Regions from separate parts of the Cricetulus griseus genome. Here region 2 is linked to region 1. Evidence: chromatin contacts called from public Hi-C data. All regions are on one chromosome and are shown on one strand. The core of a region is the stretch at or near the end of the contact, and the rest is flanking DNA. Distances in the headings are between cores, read along the strand shown. Region 1 overlaps Gng12 (guanine nucleotide-binding protein G(I)/G(S)/G(O) subunit gamma-12). Region 2 holds the start of Gng12 (guanine nucleotide-binding protein G(I)/G(S)/G(O) subunit gamma-12).

Evidence for each region. A called contact is a pair of places that touch in the nucleus more often than the background predicts.
Region 2: a contact with region 1 is called in a Hi-C map of the CHO-K1 cell line, with 2.8 times the contacts expected there. The contact joins the promoter of Gng12 here to the enhancer-like site in region 1. A contact is called at or near these places in 3 of 8 Hi-C or Micro-C datasets (the CHK-Q cell line, the CHO-K1 cell line and fibroblasts).

What each region holds. Positions count from the first base shown.
Region 1 is chr8:76,264,506-76,269,617 of CriGri-PICRH-1.0, forward strand. All of the region lies in intron 1 of Gng12 (guanine nucleotide-binding protein G(I)/G(S)/G(O) subunit gamma-12), which reads right to left. Among named protein-coding and RNA genes, the nearest start is that of Gng12, 44 kb to the right of the region's middle. Within about 2 kb of position 1,731, at least 3 of the 6 cell types and tissues checked have open chromatin away from gene starts, as enhancers often do. A contact at or near this core is called in the CHO-K1 cell line and fibroblasts, where this site is marked.
Region 2 is chr8:76,309,209-76,313,642 of CriGri-PICRH-1.0, forward strand. It overlaps Gng12 (guanine nucleotide-binding protein G(I)/G(S)/G(O) subunit gamma-12), which reads right to left and starts at 2,058. Exons shown (of 4, transcript XM_027430228.2): 1 at 1,981-2,058.

The DNA of each region.
Region 1 (5,112 bases), core at 481-2,980:
CCTTGGACCCTGCAGCTGTTCAATTCTTCCCCTGCTCTATTTTCAAGATTAAGTCATCAAGACCCAGTACCTCTCAGCTCAGAACAGTCACAATGTGAGTTCATAACAGCCAGTGGCTGCACACAGAACAGAACACATGGAGAAAGAGGTGCCTGGCTTTCAGTGAAACCAAGCTACAAAGCAAATAAACTGAAATGAAGAGTGAGTGTGTGTGTGTGTGTGTGTGTGTGTGTGTGTGTGTGTGTGTGTGTGTGTATGTGTGTATGTGTGTGTGTGTATGTGTGTGTGTATGTGTGTATGTGTGTGTGTATGTGTGTATGTGTGTATACATACATATACACACACACACATATCAATGTATGATGTATGTATGCACATGAATGCATATGGGTATGAGGCACGCCCATGTATACATGTGTTGAGATTAGCGGTTGATGTGAGATGCCTCCTCTATTGCTCTCCATCCTATTTTAGTAATTCATTTCGACATTTGAGTGTTCTGACCACATCTATATGTACCACACATTCTCTTCAGGAGCAGCAAATGCTCTTTAACCTCTGTGCCACCGCTCCAGCACCTTCACCATACTTTATTGAGATGAGGTCTCTCACTAAAGCTTAAGCTTACACTTTCAGCTAGACTGTCTGGCCAGTGAGCCCTTGGGATCTGCTTGTCTTTGCCCATAAAACTAGGGTAACAGATGGTGTGCTGTTGAACTATGTTTCTATGTGGTGCTGGCAACCTGAATTCCGGTCCTCAAGCTTGGGCAGCCAAGACTTTTTTATCCATTGAGACATTTCCTCAGTTGCCAAAGTGGAGAGAGCAGTCACTATTTCCTTCTCAAGAAAACCTATCACTGCCTCATTTTAATAGAAGTCAGTTGCAGCAAGGATTACACAGCACCAATCAGGGGCCTGCAGGACCTGACCTTGCTCCTTTTACCTCACCTAATCCTCAAGGTAACTTTCTGTGGGAAGTATGTAGCATGGCAACTGTTACATACTGTAACATGTACATACATGTAACTGAAGCACAGCAAGAGTACCTGACTTACCCAGGCTTTAAGAGGGTGGCAGGGTCTGCCTCCAGAGCCCACACTGGTAGCAATGCTGCTCTCAATTAAACCTGAACATCTCAACATTGCATTTTAATAACAACCACCAACTATGAAAACCAGCTCTCATGATAACACGGTTAGACAACAACAGTCATGGCAGATGGGAGAGTTACTTCATGCTTGAAAATTAAAAACAATTTGACATGGGAACATGAAAACCACAAGCAGGCCTGGAGTCAAGTATAGTGCAATGAGTCTGGCATCTGTTTGGATGAGGAGGAGGGAAGGGGGGATGGGAAGGAGGGGGAAGAAGGGAGAGAAGGGAGGGAGGATCATATGAGATCTACAGAACCCCTTGTCTCTGTTATCTGTCTTAAGGCCCATCACTTCCGTCATTCTCCAAAAAGTCACAACTATGTATCTATGTATCTGTTTTAGCAGCAGTAGGGAGTTAAGGCAGAAAGAAGAGAAAACAGAAAGTTCCAAATAGAAAACAAAGCAAAACAAAAAAACAAAACAAAATCCCACATCCTTTTATTAATGCAAGGGCAGAAATCACATTCAGTGAAGAAACTTAGACCCACAGGATAAATTGGCCAGCTCATCCATGACACTGCAGAACCTGCAGGCTAAGGCTGCACCGGCGTCACACATTGGGCTCCAAACCTGCAAGAAGACTCACCCAACCTCCCCCTTATCTCATTCCTACCATTCCTCATGGGTATGCTGTACTTTAGTCACCCAGACTTCCCTGCCAACCAACCCAGCGCTAACTGTGGCTGCCATGGCAGCAGCATTTGTTCAATTCAGCCAACAAATGCCCAGGAAACAACTGATAACAGTAAGAGCTGGTCTTTAGGGAGCCAGGTACCAATGCCCCACAAGCTTTAATACTGTTTGTAATTCTTTTGAGTCACCCTTTATTGCCCCAGTTAGCAGGTAAGTAAACAAGCATAACTAAGTCAGTAGCCTAAGGTCACAAGGCTTGTTGGTAACTGCACAAGATGGTGAAGCCGGACAATCTGCTTCCAGAGCCTTCATTCTAACAACCTTACTGTATCTCTCCCCACATGGTTCCACTGTCTTCTTCTCACTACCCTAACACCTACTGTCACAGGGAGCTCTTGGGTTTTAGTTGGTGATGGGGTGGTCTCCCTACAGAACCCTGGAAGGGTGAGAACCACCTTTATACCACATTTGTATGTCTCTAAGACCTCAAAAGATATTCAGTATATAGTAGGTGCTCAATAAAGACATATGGAAAAGCAGCACTGCAAGGATGGGGCACATTAACAAAGCAAGCTTTCCCTTTATCTTTTAAATCCAGCCAAGGCAGCAATACCTCCTAGGCCTATTCCAGTACATGAGGGAACATAAGCAACTAGAGTTTCACTGACTTAACCATATCTCTAAGGGGTTCCTCTGTTTGATTCTACTTTGCACATGGATCATGAGTGCATGTGTGTGTCTGCAGGCCAAAGAGCAGCTTGGGTGTCATTCCTCAGGCACTGTCCACCTGTTTGTGAGACAGAGTCTCTCTCTGACCTAGAATTCTACATGAAGGCCAGGTGGGCCAGCCAGCAGGGCCTTGCTGTTACCCTCTGTGCAGCACTTGGATTACTGTGTGCTGCTAGAGCCAGCTCTTGAACATGGGTGCCTTTGGTTGACCTCAGTTCTCATACTTGCAAAGCAAGTAGTTTACCAATTGAGCTACTTCCCTGGCCCAACATTTGGGCCTTCTGCCTATGTAGCATACAATGGTTTTGGCTGGAGAAGAGAGACTATGATGAAGTTTCCTTGCTTGCCAGGAAATGGCCCAGAGTTTTACAGCATCTTTCTATACTTCTGGATGGCCACAAAAAGGAACTTTGTACAAGGACATGGTCCTCTTCAGGATCAGAGACATGGTAAAGACCTATAGGGAGAAGGAGCTTTTACTAGCTTATCCCAAAGACTGCACCAGGAATGTGGCCCAATGCAACACTCACAGACAAATGCAGTTAGCTCTAATGCCCACCTGAAGTACTACCTTTTCAAGAATATGAGCATCAGAGGCATCCAACACTCATGACCAAATTATGCATCTGTATTTTGATTTTTGCTATCTCAACTCTTTACTGGGAGGTTTACAAAGCAAATAATGTGCTGGGCCTAGTTGTAGGCACTAGGGATGCAGCATGAACAAGGTAAGTGGTGTCTATCAAGTAAATGGCATTGCTGATGTAAGACCTGTACAGGGTAATAATGCGCAGACAACGTAAAAAGTCAGTTTCAAGCAAACACTTTGGCAAGAGCAGAGGCTGTCATGCTTACGGAAGAGTTCAGCTGCTTCTCTTTTGCAGCTATATGGAGCAACAGTGGGTGAAAGGCAACCAATTCTAAAGCCATTTGGTTACTCAGGTGAGGAATGATGGTGCCCTGGCCTAGAATGGTGACAGGAGGGGCAGAAGTGGATGCACTCTGCAGGTAAGATGACTAAGACTAGCCAATGATGTAGACAGGGGTGGGTGGGTGAGAACATGTCCTCAGGGTGGTGAACCAGCCCACTCTGTTCCACCTTAAGATGGGCTCCTTGCTGCCAGGCCTGGCTTAAGCCATCCATTGAGAGTAACTCTTCTGGAGAGACACCATCCTTAATATGCAGACCGAAAGTCTGTTCTTTGTAACAGTTTCTTTATCTTATGTTACATATGAGTGTTTTACCCACATGTATGCATGTGCACCACATGCATGCCTGGTGCCTGCAGAGGTGAGAAAGGGGGTCCTGGAGTTGAAGTTATAAATGGTTGTGATCCACCATGTGGGTGCCAGGAACAAAACCTAGGTCCTCTGACTCATGGGTGTAGGGCCATCCACTGAAGCGTGGCTGGCCTATCAGGGGTTGACACACCATTAACAAAACCTGGCTCTTCCTCCTGCAGAAGCTAGCCACTGTCAGTATCTCCTCAGTTAGGGGTGGGGCTTGTGAGCCCTTCTCCACTAATGGAGCTTTTATTAACACACCACCAAAATAATGAACAGTTCCAAACATCTGTTACCTAAGCTTTTCTGGGGGGGGGGTTTAAGCGCATATGTATGCCTGTGTTTATATATGTGCACCACTTGCACACAGGAGCCCACAGAGGTCACTAAAGCATGTCCAGTCCCTGGAATTGGAGTTACAGGCAGTAGTAGGCTGCCACAAGGGTGCTGGAAACAGAAACCCTATCCTCTGCAAGAACAGGCACTGTAACCACTGAACCATCTCTCCAGCACGGATTCCTAAAATCTTAATGTTTTATAGATAAAATGGTACTGTTAATGTTGTTTTGTTTTTTTCTAAAGTTCTTAATAAAGATATCCCATTTATTAATGTTTTATAATAATATTCATATTCTTTGTTCATTCATGTACTAGCTTACTGTTTTTCTTACAACTATAAATATCTTTATAATTTATGATCAACAGTTGATACAGATATACACACATAATGCTACAAATAACTCCCAAAAACTTTTGCAATTTTGTTGTTCTTGTTTGTTGTTTTTTGAGACAGGGCTTCATAATATAGCTGCTGTAATTCACAACACACTGTACTTAAATGGGAGGGAAAGGTTTCAAGGGTCTGCTGTTTTTGTGGTTCTATTTTCCCACTGTCTAGCACCTTGCTCTGTGCCTAAGAATTTTAATTCAGTATTTTACAAAGGAATAAAACAATGCTATATAGTTAAGTGGCAATGGTTAATAGAAAGAGCAGAATTTGGTTAAAATGGAAACATTTAAGTGTAGGTTGCATTAACTGTATGTTCTTCGATACACTGCAAAAAGCTCCTACCATGAGACAATTTTTGAAGCATCCTCACACCCAATCTGCACTAGCTAAACAATACTAAGCTATATTAAACAGCATCCCAAGATATTAACAACCTGGTGCCAACCCGTGCCTTTCTGTAAATATATCTTGTATTTTTAAAAAATAATTTATTTAACTTTATTTTATGTGCACTGGCATGAAGGTGTTAGATCCTCTGGAACTGTAGTTACAGAAAGTTATAAGCTGCCATGTGGGTGCTGG
Region 2 (4,434 bases), core at 808-3,307, 45 kb after region 1:
AACCCACCTAACGAAAACTCAGCACAGTAAGTTATGGCATTCTAATTTTTTTCCTACTAGAGAGAGGTTTGGGACAAAAATTATTGGGCATTAGCTAAGTTTTCCAGAGCTCTCTTTTACTCTGAAGCCCTTTGCTCTCACAACCAGATCATCACGTATGTTCTGTGAAAAGTGACAACAGCAACCTAACGGTCAGAGAATTTGTCTTTCAAATAAACTCAGGTGCACAGGTGCATATACCACCTTTCCACGCCACACTTGCAGTCTCTTAGGAAACACAGACCCTCATTTTTACACAGCTCTATACAAACCTAAGTGCCGTGCACTGCACTGGGGTTCTACACCTAGTAAACTGCTTGTGCTAAAAAATGAATGTGTCATAGTTACTGTTCAGCATTCACTGGAGGACTTAGCCAATAGCTTTAAGGTGCTGACCAACTGCTAAGGAAAGCAAAGAGTCTGAATGTTTTATCTAAAAGTCCACTTAGCAATCTACAATTGCTTTTTAAAATTTTGTTGGAAGGAAGAAGGTGGTCAGTGGAAGGCGGCTGAAGTAGAGTAAGTGGGTACGCATATATGAAAAAGACAAAAAAATAAAGAAAAACTAAAAATATGTGAGAATCACATGTTTATTTACTGAAAAATGGCCTTGCTGACATATACATTTTTTGTTCTAAAAAGTGGGGGAACCTCCTTATTTGAAAGTGACTGCTTGACATGAGTAGATTTAATCCCACTGTTCTAGAGTGGCCTGCTTCCCTGGAGAAGGGCTGGAATCCAGTGGTAATTTACATCCATGGTCTGAAGTGCCAAGCAACGGTGCAGCAGGGTGACCAGCATTCTAAAAACAAAGCCAAGCTACTGCTTTAAAAATTGAGAACACACAGACACAGAGCCTGGCTCTGACAACATCCAAAAGATTCATTATAGACAATCTATTCAAGAGACGCTACGACCGCCCCAGGAAATATAAACAGTGTCCAAAGACAGCCGAGGGGGAGAGGAAATAACTGACCGGAATGAGGAGAATCATGTGAAGTCAGTCCAACAAGGCCTAAGACAGTGTTTCCACTGGGAGCCGCGGTTAAACGTGCCCTGGCACATGGGCACAGACCTCCCCTCCAGCTCAGGCCTGGGGCTGCTTCCTTTCCTTACCCTCTTGTTTGTGCACAGCCACGCCCGCGCAGGACCACGAGACCACAGGCCTCGGCAGATCCCTCCAGCTGATTTCCAGTTGCTCAAAGTTTTACAGGAACCACGGCTCCCTTTGCGAAAGTTATGAATGATTTAAGTCAAGTTTACAAGACATTCACGGCCAGGATAAACGAGTGTCAGTAGACACAAGCAATGGCGTCTTAAAATGAGGTTTAATTGGCAGGCCCTTACTAAAACGAAAACCGGCTTCTCTAACGCACGGGCTAAGCGTCCGGCGCTCCATTTAAAAAAGAAATAAATCACGCAAGGCTCAAGTTTGAACTCCGACCTTCCTGTCTGAGTCACCGCCGCAGGGCCCCTCGTGGACTGTCACCCGAGTTCTCTCCACGATCCTCTCCTTCCCCGCCGCCACCCCCCTGTGCGGATTGAGCACCGAGGCTGCCAGCCCACGCGCGTCCGGAGACCGGCGCGGGGAGAGGAGGGGCGCGCGTGGCGGCCCCGACCCGCTCCTCCCGCTCGGCCGCGAGCTGGGCGGTGACTCCCGGGCCTCCCGCCTGGCGAGTCGAGGCCGGGCTGGGCGGCAGCAGAGACCCAGCTCGGGAGTCGCTCGCGTCCCCGGTCTCTCGCGTCTGTGGGCCGCGGCGGGCCTCTCTCCCACCCCCCTCCCGCGGCCCAGGGCGCACGCAGCCCGCGCTTGCTCCCTCCGTTCCCTCGCTCCAGCCCGCGGCTGGCTCGCGGACCCGCAGGCGGCCCCGAAGTGGAGGCGCCTCGACCCGTTCTGTTTAGGTCCCCGCGGCCCGGTTCCCGCGACCGCTTGGCACTCACCCGGCGCCACCGCCGCCGCAGCCAGGGAGTCGGTCTCTCTGCGCTCCGGGACCGCCCCACCTCTCCTCCCAACTCGGCTCGGGCTCCTCCCCGCGCGCGTGGGCGGGGCGCGCGGCCCGGTGGGCGGGGCAGCCGCCGCCTCCCCCTCTGCTGCTGCTCACCGGCCCGGGACGCCCTCGCCGCCGCGCTCTGCTGCGGCCGTCTGGTGTGTTCACGCGCGTGTCCGCGGCAAGGTTGGTGCAGCTCGCTGCGGTGCAGCGGACCCGCCACCGTGCGCCGCCGCCGCCGCCGCCACGCACTGCCTAAGCGCTCTGCAGTCTCCGGGCTGCGAAGATGAGCTCTGCCAAACCCCTACACAAAAGTGAGGCTCTGGTCCAGAAGTCTGAGGAAATGGACACCATCATATTTAAAGGGCTCTGAGGCCACCGGGATGTTGTTTCTTAGAAATGGAAGTAAAGCCGGATTGCTAAATGTTAAGTACATCACCTACCATGCCTTCTCCCTTGATCCCCGTGAAATTTGTGCTTCCTAATGCCCCCCAACTTGGCGGAGTTGTGCGTAATAAATTAATTGGATCAGGTTGGTCTTTTTCTTTTTTTCTTTTGTATTATGGATTTAAGAGTTTGGTAGATTGAAGGGTGAGTTTTGCTTCCACAACAGCCATTCAAAGAAAACACCTGTTGCGTGTCAAGCATTATGCTAAACGTTATAGGAGATACCAACCCAAGGGAGGCTTGCTTTCAAAAAGCCAGAGTTTAGTAGAGATGATTGTGGAGAATTGGCAATACTCAGCAGTCTGCTAGAGCACTCCTAGGTATCTGCTTTCTCGTTTAGCAGGATCTAGATAGAAGGCCAAAGTAGGTCACTAAGAACCAACATTGGCAGAGTCCCTTTTAAAAATGACGTTAGCACTGGGTGAGAGCAGGGAGCACTGATTGGACTCAGTGCATTACAGGGGGGCAAGGAGGGAGGAAAGAAGGAAGGAAGGAAGGAAGGATAAAAGGAAGGGAGGGAAGGAGGGAGGGAGGGACGGAGATGGGAAGGAAACATTTTAAGCGTTGTGGTGGGAGAGTGGCAAAGGAAGTTAGGTGTGATCAAGATACATGTATGAATTGTCAAGGAATAAATAAAAGCTATTCTTTAAAATGAGAGATCAAACAAAAACACGCAAGTATTTGTAATAATCAAAGGATAAATAAATACAAGTATTGGGTGAGTCTTTCACTGTGGAGTTTCACCTGCAGAAGAGAAATGAGTTGTTGGGATGCTGGGATCTAGGCACTGAATCCCACTGTTAGCATTAAATTCACTCCTGTTTGGCAAGGGTGGTTTCAGCAGGCTCCAGAGAATGTTCTTGTTGAGATGTTAATCACAACCTGCCCTCTATTTCCCTTTGGATAGGGTTTAGGAAACACTAGGCTGATTCAGGTAGTGACAGTTCAACATTCTAAACAGAATGGCCTAACAAAAGAAGTGATTATTTTCGTTATACCAATGATTCCTGTTTCTTGATCATTCTATGGCCCAGTTAAGTGCTTGCATGTACTTTTAATTTTCCTATCATTAGTCTGTGATAAAAACAACCAAAGTGGCTTATTGAAGAATTCCTGGTTTAGTGCTCTTCAAATTGTCACCACAGAGCAGTCTATAAATAGCAATCCTCATTAGGAGAGAACAGAAATCCAAGATCATGTCCAAACTTGCAGAAATTGTCTATTGAAATCAAGTCATTTGAAGTGTTTTGAAGTGTGACCTTTTATTTTGCCCTCTCTCTCTCTCTCTCTCTCTCTCTCCAAAAAATGAGCCTGCAACAAATTAAGAATAAAATAGTTAACATTTACATCTGTGGGGTCTGCATCCTCAGAGTCAACAACAGCTGAAAAATATTTGAAAACAAAATTGAGTCTGTACTGAACAAGTATAGTTTTCTCCTCTTTATATCATTTATAATACAGTATAACAAATTAATATGTACATTATATAGGGCTAGATAATAGTCTATGAATAATTAAAATATCATATGTAAGATGTAGGTAAGTTATATGTGAATACAATGTCATCTTATCTGAGAGTTTTCTATCTTTAGGTTTTAGTATATGAGTGGAGGATGGTCCTGGAGCCAATCCCCTGTGGGCACTGAGAGACAACTGTTCTGCAGAGAGCTCTGATCATATTAGCCAAAAGGCAAGGACAGTAAGAGCTAACATTTAACTAGTGTTTCCTGTGTGGCAGATGTTGCTTTAAGAGCCTTACATATATTAAATCTTTTCATTCTCCTAGCAACCCTAGTAGGCAGGCACAGCAAAGTTAATCCACTCAGTCTGAAAGTGGAAGAGTTGGGTTTTAGATGCAGGGTATTTGTAGTTTGTGCTTTTACCCATGATTCTGGACTTTTTCCCTGAACTTTAATGATTCACATTCCATCTCCTATGAGTGTGTGTGAGACATATATCA